Linked DNA regions of Cricetulus griseus: region 2 is linked to region 1. The links are chromatin contacts, called in public Hi-C maps. All regions are on one chromosome and are shown on one strand. Each heading gives the region's core, a stretch centred on a gene start, on an enhancer-like site or on the middle of the called end of the contact. The rest is flanking DNA. Distances are from core to core; before and after follow the strand shown. Region 1 holds the start of Emp1 (epithelial membrane protein 1). Region 2 has its middle 42 kb from the start of Emp1.

What was found. A called contact is a pair of places that touch in the nucleus more often than the background predicts.
Region 2: a Hi-C map of liver shows a contact between it and region 1, with 1.7 times the contacts expected there. The contact joins the enhancer-like site here to the promoter of Emp1 in region 1. A contact is called at or near these places in 2 of 8 Hi-C or Micro-C datasets (the CHL-YN cell line and liver).

What each region holds. Positions count from the first base shown.
Region 1 is chr8:13,585,536-13,591,702 of CriGri-PICRH-1.0, forward strand. It overlaps Emp1 (epithelial membrane protein 1), which reads right to left and starts at 3,642. Exons shown (of 5, transcript XM_027429899.1): 1 at 3,480-3,642.
Region 2 is chr8:13,628,583-13,634,749 of CriGri-PICRH-1.0, forward strand. No RefSeq gene overlaps it. Among named protein-coding and RNA genes, the nearest start is that of Emp1, 42 kb to the left of the region's middle. Within about 2 kb of position 3,984, at least 3 of the 6 cell types and tissues checked have open chromatin away from gene starts, as enhancers often do.

The DNA of each region.
Region 1 (6,167 bases), core at 2,392-4,891:
CTGACACTCATAGAGAGATCCTGCCTCACAAAGCCAAAAGAGCTGAGCATGGTAGCATATGACTTTAATCTCAGCACTCAGGAAGCAGAAGTAAGTAGATCTCTGTAACTTCAATGCCAGCCAGGTCTACAGAGCAAGTTCCAGGACAGCCAGGGCCACATAGTGAGACCCTGTGTTTAAAAAAATAAAGAAAAGGGGGAGGATGGGTGGGAGAAGGGAACTGGGATTGTCATGTAAAACAGTCCTGTTTCTAATTCAAATAAAAAAGTTGGGAAAAAAAGAAAAGAAAAGAAAAGAAAAGGGGCTGGAGAGATGGCTCAGTGGTTAAGAACACAGGCTGCTCTTCCAGAAGACCTGGGTTCAACTCCCAGCACCCACATGGCGGCTCACAACTGTCTATAACTCCTGTTCCAGGGAATCCGACACCTTCACACAGACATATATGAAGGCAAAACACCAATACACATAAAAATAAATAAATAAATAAATGAAAGAATAAAGAACGATAGTGTGGGTGATGTCACTCCACCAAGTCAGACTAATTAAACATTAAATAAAGATGAAGTATCCAGAGGAACAGGAGTGTGGCTCATTGGGTGGGGCAGCGACAAAACTAGAGTTGAAAAAAAAAAATTTTCCCCCACCCTGGGTCATTTCAGGCTCAAAAAACAAGAACTTTCAGGGAAGCCATTTGTGCTGAGTTTCAGAAACTCTGTGGGATGTGATTTGCTGTCCAGCAGAGAAGGGTGGGTGTTGGTGTACACTATCAGGCACGTACGCTCTGCATGCCCCCTCTGTGGTGTCCTGGGGAGCTACAAGCCATGGGCCATGATGACGTAAAAGTTAGATTTCTGCATACAGTAAGAGAATGAGATTGCCTTCCCGTTTCTGTTGTTTTGTTTTTGAGACAAAGTTTCACTATGTACTCAGGTTGGCCCCGGATTGGCTTTGAACCCTTAGCAAATCTCCTGCCTCAGCTCCCTGAGTCCTTGGATTACAGGTGTGAACTACCATGCTTAACTTCCAAATTTAAGATTCTATGAAAGCAATGAAGAATAGAAAGGAATGGATCTAAGTCATCTTGTGTCATTTCCCTTGGCCACATCCCAGGTGGGGACCCCTTCCAGTCCCGTGGAGGCTTCAGAAAGTCAGTTTTGCCTCCACGGAAATGTGCTCGGCTTCCCAAAGCGCCTTCCCAAAGCCACCTAGAAACAGGCAAGAGGCCCTGCATTCCCGCCAGCCTCCATGGAGTCCTTCCTCGGGGCTGGAGACTGGCCTAATCTTGTCTCCAGAGGAGAGCAAAGGCGGGTGAGGAAGCCAGCCAACCTTTCTCAAGGTCTGGGGACAGAGGCCTGTAGTCTGGCAGCGGGCTGCCCCTGACTTCTGGCCATTACAAGCGTCTTAGGACATGATCTGATCCAGCTGGACCTTGATGGCCTTCTGCCAACTCCCGGGACAGTTTAGTAGCCTGGAGCAATGTAAAATCTGGGGGCTCTCCGACGGGGGCGCCAGACCGGATGTCCAGCAGCCCCGGACAGGGCTTTGCCTCCGCCCTGTTCTGCAGGCGCTGGGTGAAACTGGAGCCGCCTGAGGGTGGGAAGCCCGGGCGGGTGGGAGGGGGAGGCGGGGGAGGGGAGCAGGGTGGGGGTTGTCAACAGCCTCCTTTCCAGGATGGCCCAAGACTTAGAGCCTAGAAAAGCTCACCGCCCAGGGACTCTCCCACTACTTGGAGGGAAAACAGCAGGAGTTCAAGCAGAGATTTTTTTTTTTTTTTAACGAAATCGTACTCCAACTCCACTGGGGTGGGGGTGGGGGCACAAAGCATTATATTCTCATTTATCAAGGGACAATGGGATTTAAGACAGCTCCAGAGGCCGTCCGTTTGGTGGCCGTTTAACACACACACACACACACACACACACACACACACACACACACACTCTCTCTCTCTCTCTCTCTTCTCTTTTGCCGACTTATCCAGTCAGGGCTGCCCAGTTTCCACCAGATCAGAGCTACACACAACCGTGTTCAATCTTCACAGGAAACTGCGGCTTCGGACTGAACAACGGCTTCCCTCGTTCACACCCATGCAGTCTGGAAGTAATAAACGTTGGAAGCAAAAGCGGTTGTTCCCCAGGTCTTGAGAAGCCGTCCTGGCGCTCACTCATCACTCCCACCTTGGGGGGGAGGGGGAGCTATACAAAGACTTTTGGCCACTCATGCACACAGACTGGTTTCTTTTAAATTCTCTCTTCCAACCAGCGACCTGCGCTTCTGAAGAAAAAGGCGCCGCGCTTCACAGGCAAGCTGAATCCTGTCACTCTCCTCACTCTTGTTTACGAGAGAGGGGAAAAAAAAAACCCACATCTGTGTTGAAATGAACCACACCTCCACAGACATTCAAAAAAGCTAATAAAAACAAAAGCAAACAGAGCCGGGTGCCTTGGTTCATTTTGCGTTTAGCACGTGGGTTTGTAGTTAGGCAGTATTTGGGGCAAAAGTAATAAGCTAGATACCCCCATACGACCACTGCTGGAAAATTCCACGTCCACTCAGAAAATTCTTTAACCGATTCTGATAAATCTTTGTAGTTGGCTCTGAAACGCAGCTGGCTGGGGTGGAAGCCAAAGCCATTCAACGGCTTTACAGGAATGCCAGAAGTCGCCCAGCCCCACCCTCTCCCGAGCTGCCTTCTTCCCCTGCCTCCACATCTGGCCAAGGGTTCCGGAATCCACGCCAGCCTTCCCGTCCCACCAAAATCAACCCCTCCCAAGTTTTATTTGAAACACCCTTTGCCTCTGTTTCCCTAACGGTTTTTCTTTAAACAAACCAATCCCCTCTTCCCATCCTGTTGGAGGGGTGGGGGTGCGGGGGAGAAAGGAAGAAATAAAATACTTAAACAGACACGAACAGACAAGAAGGGGCGGTAAAAATGCAATAGCAAAAACTAACTGAAACCCAGGTATTTATCCAAAACCACCCCAACGCCTAAAACACTAACAAACAACCTACAAAGCAAAGGAAACTTGCTTTTCAGAGATTACCTATTGCATCTAACCTTCGTTGAAAGAAAAAGGAAAAAAAAAGGGAGAGTAAAGTGTACTCATAAGACACCATCCTTCTAAATTTCACCTCAAAGCAATTTAAAGCAAAATGGAAGGTCTGGGGACATCTTTCAAGCTTGCTTTTCGTGCATTTTGAAAGCACGTAGAGTTTCCTCCACGAAGAACATTGCACTCAGGTTGTTCCAAAGTCCCTGTCCCTTCCACATCCTCAGAGCAAGAATCCAGATAGCAGCAAGAGAACGTGATGACCCAGCTTCCCTCACTACTTTGAGCTGGAAGTTTCAAGGACTCTGTTCTTTGAAAGCTGTAGAAGGCTAGCAGAGAAACTAAGAGAACAAACGGCTTCACAGCCCTTAGCCAGGGAAAGGACGGAGCCGGGCCTGCAGAGTTTCCCCAGTGTGGGAGCGGTCCTACCTGGAGTGTCAGGCGACTGAGGCGGATGCCCTGAGTGGTGGTGGAGAGGCTGCTGGTCCGGTCCGCTCTTCGGGAGGTATGTAGCCACAGTGAGGGGAGGGACCTGCCTCCCGAGGTTATAAGTTTCCTGGGCTGGTGTGCTGGGGTGTGTGATGGGCGGTTTCTTTTCCCTCTGTTTTAAAGGAGTTTCTATGAATCAGTCTGGATTAAAAAAAAAAAAAAAGTTGGTGAGCTACGCCCTGCTAAGTTGGCAGTCAGTCAGAAGCGGCTGGGAGTGAGCCATCAATTCAAAGAACCCTGTTGAAGCTCCCTCTGAGTCAGACACAGAGACCACAGTGGAAAAAAAGGAGTGACATTGCTTCCAATGAGTAATAGGAGTCACACAAATAGATCTGTTTACTGAAGCCCATTTCTGCTCCCCAGAAAGGAGACTTGGTTGCCACGGACATAGCAAAACACAGGTTAGGGTCACGAGGAGAAGGGGCGGGGGTAGGGACAGCCCTGTGTTCGTTAAAACCCCAGCTAATCGTCAGACAGGATTCCCTTCTTCGTCCCCCATCACACATGCCAGCAACCGCTCGTCACCAGGAATTATCCCGTGCATTTCTCATTGGCTTCCCTGCCTGACCCTCTCGCCCTGACCTGTGGGAGGCAGTGGGAAGAGGCCCACCGACATGACGTAGAACAGCACCCCAGCAAGCTCTGGATGCTGGGGCGCTGATTGACAGCACGCAATCCTGGGTCTTTAATTACGCTCTCTTGCCCTTATAGATTGTACGCATTGCTGGAGGAAGTCTTCGAATTAAGGACTTTGCACTCCCATCTTGATGCAATAACCATTTGGACCTTGTTCCACGGGTGGCCTTTGTGAAGCCAAACAGGGACCTGATCATCAGAGCTTCCTGCCTGCACCATTTCTCTTTCAACAGAGTAGGGGAAGGGGTCTACAGAGGCCTCTAATCCCACAGCTCTGACCACCTCACCCAAGAGGTTCAAATCCTGGGTGCCTACATCTAATCCCAGCTCTCCTTACTAGCAGTGTGGCTTTGGGCCAAGTACTTAAACTTTGCCTTCCTGCTTCCTTGTGCATGTAGTGGGAGCAGTAGGAACCTAGTGCACACATATGGCCAGAAATACATGCATCAACAAGTTGTGGTGGATCATGCCTGAAATCTCAACATTTGAGAGGCAGAGGCAGGAGGGTTACTTCGAGTTCAGGGTCATCTTGGGCTACATAATGAGTTCCAAGCCAGCTTGGGCTACTGAATGAGACTATCTCAAAAGAGAGAGAGAAGCTAAAATAAAAATAAACGTTTGTAGACAGAATGACACCTAAAATACCAGCAATTGGTTGGTGGTGGAAAGGGAATCACAGCTTCAGGTGAGTTTGAGGCCAGCCTGGGATACATGAGACAACAAGTGAATTAATTAATTAATTAATTAATTAATGATACAAGGGTGTGCACAGTAGTCATTCAATATTAGCTACAATGATTACTTCCCTGAAGACATACCTAAATAGGAGAAGTGACTCCTCAGGAAGTAGAGAAATTGCTGCAGCCACCAGACCCGGGGAACCCTGTTGCTGCTCTTCTGAAACCCTGAAATCTTCCAATCCATTGCATGCCCCTTCTTACCTGTTCATTCATCCAACCAATATTTACTATGGAGCAGCCTTCCTGGGGCCCTGCTAAGAACTGGGTTAGAGAAGTGGACTGGATTCCTACCCTCTTGGAACTTAAATTCCATAGAAAGAGAGAAAGGGATGGGCAGCAGACAGCCAGCAGAATCTTGACAAAGTTAGGTGGTAAAAGCTGTAAGGAAATTTCAGTGTGCTTGGTCTCACGTCTGTATTTCTCCAAATCTTCTTCTAGAAAAGAGAATATTTTTTAAGTGCATGATTGAGGAAAGCACACACACACTCACACACACACACTCACACACACACACACACACACTCACACACACACACACACACACACTCACACACACACACTCACACACACACACTCACACACACACTCACACACACACACTCACACACACACACTCACACACACACTCACACACACACACACACACTCACACACACACACACACTCACACACACACACACACTCACACACACACACACTCACACACTCACACACACACTCACACACTCACACACACACTCACACACACACACACACACACACACACACACACACACACACACACTCACACACACACACACACACACACTCACACACACACACACACACACTCACACACACTCACACACACTCACACACACTCACACACACACACACACACACACACTGATTACTTCCTTCTTCACAAATCCCTAAGAATGGAATTCTACCCTTGTAAAGGTAAAACTGTCTAGATTTTTCATTAAAAAATGATGACGTGACAAAAATCACATCAGTTTCTCATGTTTTTCCTCACCTCCCACCTCTACCATCACCAATTTGATTAAAAAAAAAAATGCTTGTCTGGAAGAAGCCACTCCCAGCAGTGGGCAGGGTCCCCTGAGAGCTGCACAGACCAACCCTGGGGGAGGGAGAGGAGACTGGTGGAGCCCCCGCCAACCCTCTGAGCTGTCAGGCTGTTTCCCTAACTTCATGCCTTCTGCCAGTTTGAGACTCTCTATTTCCTCAGCAGAGTGTAAAGGAGAGCTGGGTT
Region 2 (6,167 bases), core at 2,734-5,233, 43 kb after region 1:
CCCTCCATGGTCACGAGACTCTGCCCAAGTGAAGCCCATTCTGAAGAGCAATTTTCTATCAGCTCTTTCCTCCGGCCCACTGCGCTGACCTACATTCCTTTACAACACTAATGACTCACGGTGCCTTGCACAAACGGCCTGTCTCAGGATAGACAATACGCACTGCAAAATTTACTATGGAAGACAGTAAGAGGCCTGCTCGTCCCCCCAGACATGGGCCCACACAGGAGTCCTAAGACAATAAGACCAAGTTACTTCCACAAAAAATGCCAGGTCCCTTCAGAAGCGAGATTCCTTCTCTGAGAACCTACCCACCCCATTTTTGCTGTGAATTTCAATACACTGTCCCTTTGCCTGCTCTGGTCCTGGTGAGTTTTTGTTACCAAACCTAATTCTTAATTCCTGCCAACTTCACCCTACTCTGGCACTCACTTAAGCATGACTGTTGCCATCTTGCGTGACCCAGGATTGGACAGAGGAGAGAATCCACCCCGCCCCCACAGATAAGGTCTGAAATGGTGGCTTGAAATACAGCGGTGGGGCAGGTGACAGCTCAAAGGTGAAATTACAAAGAACACTGTCATTGCTCCCATTCTTCTTCTTCCACATGAGGGCACCAAGCACCCCCACCCGGTTTTCTGTTTCCCCCATATTCTTATTCTGTGGATCAGCCTTCCCCAGGTCACCACACAGACAGACACGGGGCCCTGTCTTCTTCATTCCCTTACACATCCCCGAAGACTTTAATCCTGGGTCTTCCAGGATTTTACCCAGACCACAGAGTGGTCCTAAGTCCTTTCTAGATTCCTTGTCCTCAATCCGATGGCCAGATGGCCATTGAACAAAGAAAGCTACCAAACTTATACAGCGGACTAAGTAACACACTAAGGCTTATCAAAAAAAAAAGTTAAAAAGCCAGACCTGGTGGTACATGTGTGTTTGCTCAGCACTTTGGAGTTGGAGGCTGTGAGGATCAGGAGCTGAAGGTCAGCTTGGTCTACGTGAGAAAATAATACACAAGGAGGAAGAGAAGGTATAATCTGGGCCTGGTGGCACATGCCTGTAACCCCAGCACACAGAAGGCTGAGACGGGAGTATGGCCACCAGTTCAAGACCAACTTGGGCTACATAGCCAATGTCAGACCAGACAGAAATACATAGCAAGACCTTGTCATCAAAAGTCTAAAAAAGAGTGGGGCAATGGTGGCACATGCTTTTAATCCCAGCACTCTGGAGACAGAGACGGGCAGATCTCTGAGTTCAAGGACAGCCTGGTCTACAGAGCAAGTTCCAGGATGGGTTACACAGAGAAACCTTGTCTCAAAAAAAAAAAAATTAAAAACAACAAGCAAACAAAAAACAAAGAAGGAAGAGGGTAGGGAAGGTGAAAGAAACAAGCTAACAAGTTAAAGCCCATCCTTGAAAGTCAATGAACATGTGTTTGTGGGTCACTTCTTCAGTGACACCTTGTCATGACACTTTCAGATACATTTATTTGTCTTCATGTAGACTTCAGAAATTTTAAGGCCCATTTTGCATATTTTCAGAGGAAAAAAAATGGAGGCTCTTGCTCAGACATCAAAGGCAGGTTGAGTGTAATGCCTGGTAGGCAGCAAATCTATGTTTTTGAATTCAAACCAAACTCATGGCCCTTTTGTGACATCTGAGTCACATTAAAGAGAATCCATCCCACTGGGAAATCCAGAGCACTATGTTCTGAAATACATCCCTCAAAGGCTTTTCAAGGTGACAGTCCACATGAGAAAAGCTCAGAGTGTCTGCGTTCTCCACCTGGTCTATGGAAGGGAGCTGCTGAATGGTGAGGCTCTCTAAGGGAAGGAAGTCTTGGGGCTGGAGAGATGCTCAGCTGTTAAAGGCACTGGCTGCTCTTGCAAAGGACCTGGTTTCTGTTCCTGGCACATAGCAGCTCTGGCCTAAGAGGGTACCTGTATTCATGTGCACTACCTTCACACAGACAGACACACATACACATAATTTTAAGATGATAAGAATAAATTTTTTAGCAAAGATAAAAGATAAAGGAATTTGTGTAATCCAGTTTGGAAGATAGGACAGCTGTACATTGACAGAATTAGCATATTCTCCCCAGATTACTTAGACATTCTTCCTGCTGTGTAATGATTTTTTTTCTCTCTGTCTAGCAGAGAAGGAGCAAGTCTGCTAAACGTGGCAGGGTGGATTCAACCCAAAACATATTTTCCTTGGTAGGGAGGTCAGGCACCAACCTATGTCATTCATGTAGATCCCCACCTGGGCCCCTGATTTTTCATTCATGTAGACCCTCTTCTTGACACCTGATTTTTCATTCACAAAGATCCCCACCTTGGCCCCTGATTTTAGTAGCTCTGAACCATCTGAAAGCAGCAATACTGTGCTTGTGATAACTTTATTGCACTCACATAAAAAAGGGTCAGGGCAGCCTGTAGAACAACAAACCATTGCCCAACCCTAGACTCTCCCAGAGAACCACTGCAGAGTCAGTTCTCACCTTTCCTCCCGGGTTCCCATACTCTGTGACAGGCAGGAGCCAGAAAGCGCCTGAGTCATGAGTCACATGACTGAAAGTGCACACAGGGCTTCTCTCCACACTTGGCAGGGCTGTGTGAAACTGTCCTGCAAACAGAGAAGTGCTCAGCAGGTACAGGTGTGTGTCACAAAGCCTCTCGGGGCTGCTGTCCAGCCATCCAAGATTAAGCACATGTTTGGTAACCATTCCTGAGCATTGCAGATGGCTACAGAAGTTACTGCGGTTTCTAGCAGGGTCTGCCAGACGCTGTGGTTCCAGAGGACTTCCAGTTTCCATGGTCAGATGGGAAGAGAATATTTGCAGCGGCTCTTTTTAAACTCTCTGGCTGTATTTAGGTTCCAGTTAGTCAGGCTAGCTGGCTAATTGTTGACTCGTTGGTTATTTGGTTAGCCAGCTAGTTACCTGAGTATTCAGCTAGTTAAATGCCACAGAACATAATCTACCCTGGAGAAAATGGCATCCTTTCACAGACCTCTTCATTCTAGAAGAAGAGTTTTTTCCAGGAAGAAATTGCTCTTGCTACGTCCGCAATTTCTGTTTGTTTGTTTGTTTGTTTTAAGAATGATGTACCCTTGAGGGAGGAAAAGGAAGGAGGGATGATGTAATTATAATCTCAAAAAGTAATTTAAAAAAAAAAAAGGGTAGACTCGGAGATGATGCAAGGTGGCCAGACTTGCAGGAGCATCCAGTGCAGTAACCACATCTTTTTTCCAGGAAAGGAGAACCAAGCCCAAGAGATGAGGTGACCTGGCCAAGGACACATGTCTGGTCAGTGCCCTTTGCCTCGGGGTGGGCCTGCCAGCGATCACAGTGAATCGGAAGGAAGCTGGCTGTTTCCCTGTTCATTCAAGACATGAAGTTTGCTCAAGATCGGCGAATATAGTTTTAGACATTTCTCTTTCCTGTCTCCATCCCAGTCCCCAACACACACAGTGCCTGTGACAGTGCCTGCTGCTGCTGTTTATAGATACCACTTATTCTTCCAGCAGAAGTGTGGTTGATAATGAAAAACCTAATTCATACACATTCACTTAAAAAAATAAGTTAAAAATGTATGTTTGAAAACCCCCCCAAAAAAATAGATTTGGCTTCCTGACTCATAGCAGGCACAGGAAGTGGCGCCAGCTGCTGGCAAACACTGGCTTCTTGCCACTCTGGTTCTGCCATGCAATCGTTTCTCCATTTTATCTAATCCCACAGTTCACTGTTTTCATGGCTAAAGTGCATCCCTCAGGCCTCGCCACCTCCCCCGTCACCAAAGCAGAACAGTCAGATGCAGACAGTGTGACGTGCATGCAAGAATCTGGCTTTCAAACCAAAGACCTAAGTGTGACTTGGTTGCAAAATCATCTCACCCAAGGCATTTGATTGATTGGTGGCTTCAAAGGGAGGCCAATGCTTCCACCGAACCCTGAGAATGAATGAGATCATACTCGGGGGAAGCCCTTGTGACATTGCCATGGGAGTAAATGTGAGGATGCTCAGGCCTGACCAGGCAGCTGAGTTGTCAGCCCACTGGGAAGGCTGCCAGCAGCTTGGCGGGGCCAGAGGCAGGGCTGGAGATTGGAACTGTGGCCTGCCCCACCTGTGTACACAGGAAAGCTCCTCTTCCCACAGCCCTAAGAGGGGGCACCACCGGGGCAGATCACCGCTAGGGCCAGCTGTGTGCACAATCCTGGAATGCTCCCTGCCCATTCCTGAAGCTTCTTTCTCCACCCCCCCACCCCCACCCCGTTTCCTGGACTAATGTGGCAATTTAAGGAGGCCATGTCACTTCTTTCTGGCAGACAGCTAATTGCTCAAGGGCAGCAACTCATTCTTTTTCCCAGCTTAAGCTTGAGCAAAAGGAGAGTACTGGAAAGCCTGTTCTCGCACTTTCTTCCAGCACTCTGTCTCCCGCTCACACTTGAGAGGCCTTACAGGAAACAATTGGCTTGCAGCTGACACCAGCACCTCGCCTTCCTTCTCCATCTCCAAAGACTTCATCTCCCCCAGCAGGGGAGCATCTTCCCGTGTTCATGGCAAACACACACCTCACCACGCCCTGCCCACTCTCCTCATCTCAACCAACAGCTCATTTTATTTCTCCTCCTACCAGACTTCTGCTGTCCTCTGACCGTCTTGATTCTTCCTGGACTATCTGCTACTCATTCTGCTCACAATGTCATTGTCCTTCCATTGCTGCACACCCTAGGTCAGCAGGGCCAGTCTGTGTTCTGGAGAGGCTTCACTGCAAAGGTCGCCAAGGAATTGTGGAAAGGTTGGTGCCTGCTTTTTGCTCTGTATTCTTCCTCTGCAGTATCGGTGTTGCCAAGCAGCGGAGTCTACTTCTGGGGCTTCTGGGGCAGTGCAACCCTCCTGCCTCCATCTTGCCCTCCGTTCCCACATCCCAGCAGCCAATCAGCTCCTTTTCCCTAACTGCCCCTGGACACAGAATGTTCAACACTCTATCCCCAATGTTATCCCTGCTTTGTGTGTGTGTGTGTGTGTGTGTGTGTTTGTGTGTGTGTGTGTGTATGTATGCACACATGTGTGATGGTGCCCTCAGAAGCCAGAGGCATCAGATTCCCCCTGGAGCTGGAGTTACTGGCAGCTGTGAGCCACTCAGTGTGGGTGTTGGGAACTGAACTCAGGTCCTCTACAAGAGCCGTACATGCTCTTAACTGCTGCGCCATCTCTCCAGCCCACACATCTGCTTTCTTAACTAAGCAGTTGTTTCACTTGGAAAATGTGTCTAAACCTTATTCTCCCTCCCTTGTACAATTACTCTCAATAGACAATGTTCATGGGATCGTGTCCTGCTCTAGGTTGTTATAGTGACCCAATTATCTAAATTTAAATCTGTAGTCTTTCTGGGTTCTCTATTTCTAGTGTATGGTAAGCCTTTTCTCTTCATTGATTATTTAAGCCCAAAGCTTGGGAACATTCCTAACTCCCCAGCCTCTTTTCCCTATGTATAACCAATCCTAACTCCCCAGCCTCTTTTCCCTATGTATAACCAATCGCCAAGGCAGTTCTTTCTAAAAAAATCTTTCACAATCGCCTTTCCTCCTATACCCACCATATTCCCACTGATGTTATCCTACCTAGTTCAGATCCATCATTTTGTCGTCCTCCATCAAATAAATACGTTTTATGTTCATACATCCTCCACTCTGGGTTTTGAGCCACAGACATGTTCCACCATGACAACTCGCAGCCTTTAGAAGAGACCAGCATTGCTCAAGAAAACACTGATGAATATGTAATTACAAGCAGAAGTGAGCAAGAGGAAGACAAAACACAATTAGAGAAAGAAAGTGTGGAGCAGGAATAGTGTCTCAGGCCTGCACCCCAGCCCGAGTTACAAACATAGTGAGCTCTAGCATAGCTTGGATTATAGAGTGGGAGCCTGCTTAAAAAAAAAGGGGGGGGGGTTGGGTGGGAATTGACTGAATAAATAGAAATGGTTGCTGGGGTAAGAGAGGGGTCACAATTGCTAACACATAGCCTAATAGCCTATTTGGTGAAAAAGAACATAAGAGATGGCAGGACACTCAAAAACCTGGAAGGAGCCATTGAGGTTGGCGCTGGGAAGGCATGGGAAAAGGCTGGAGAAGAAAGTGGGCTGGGCCAGCCT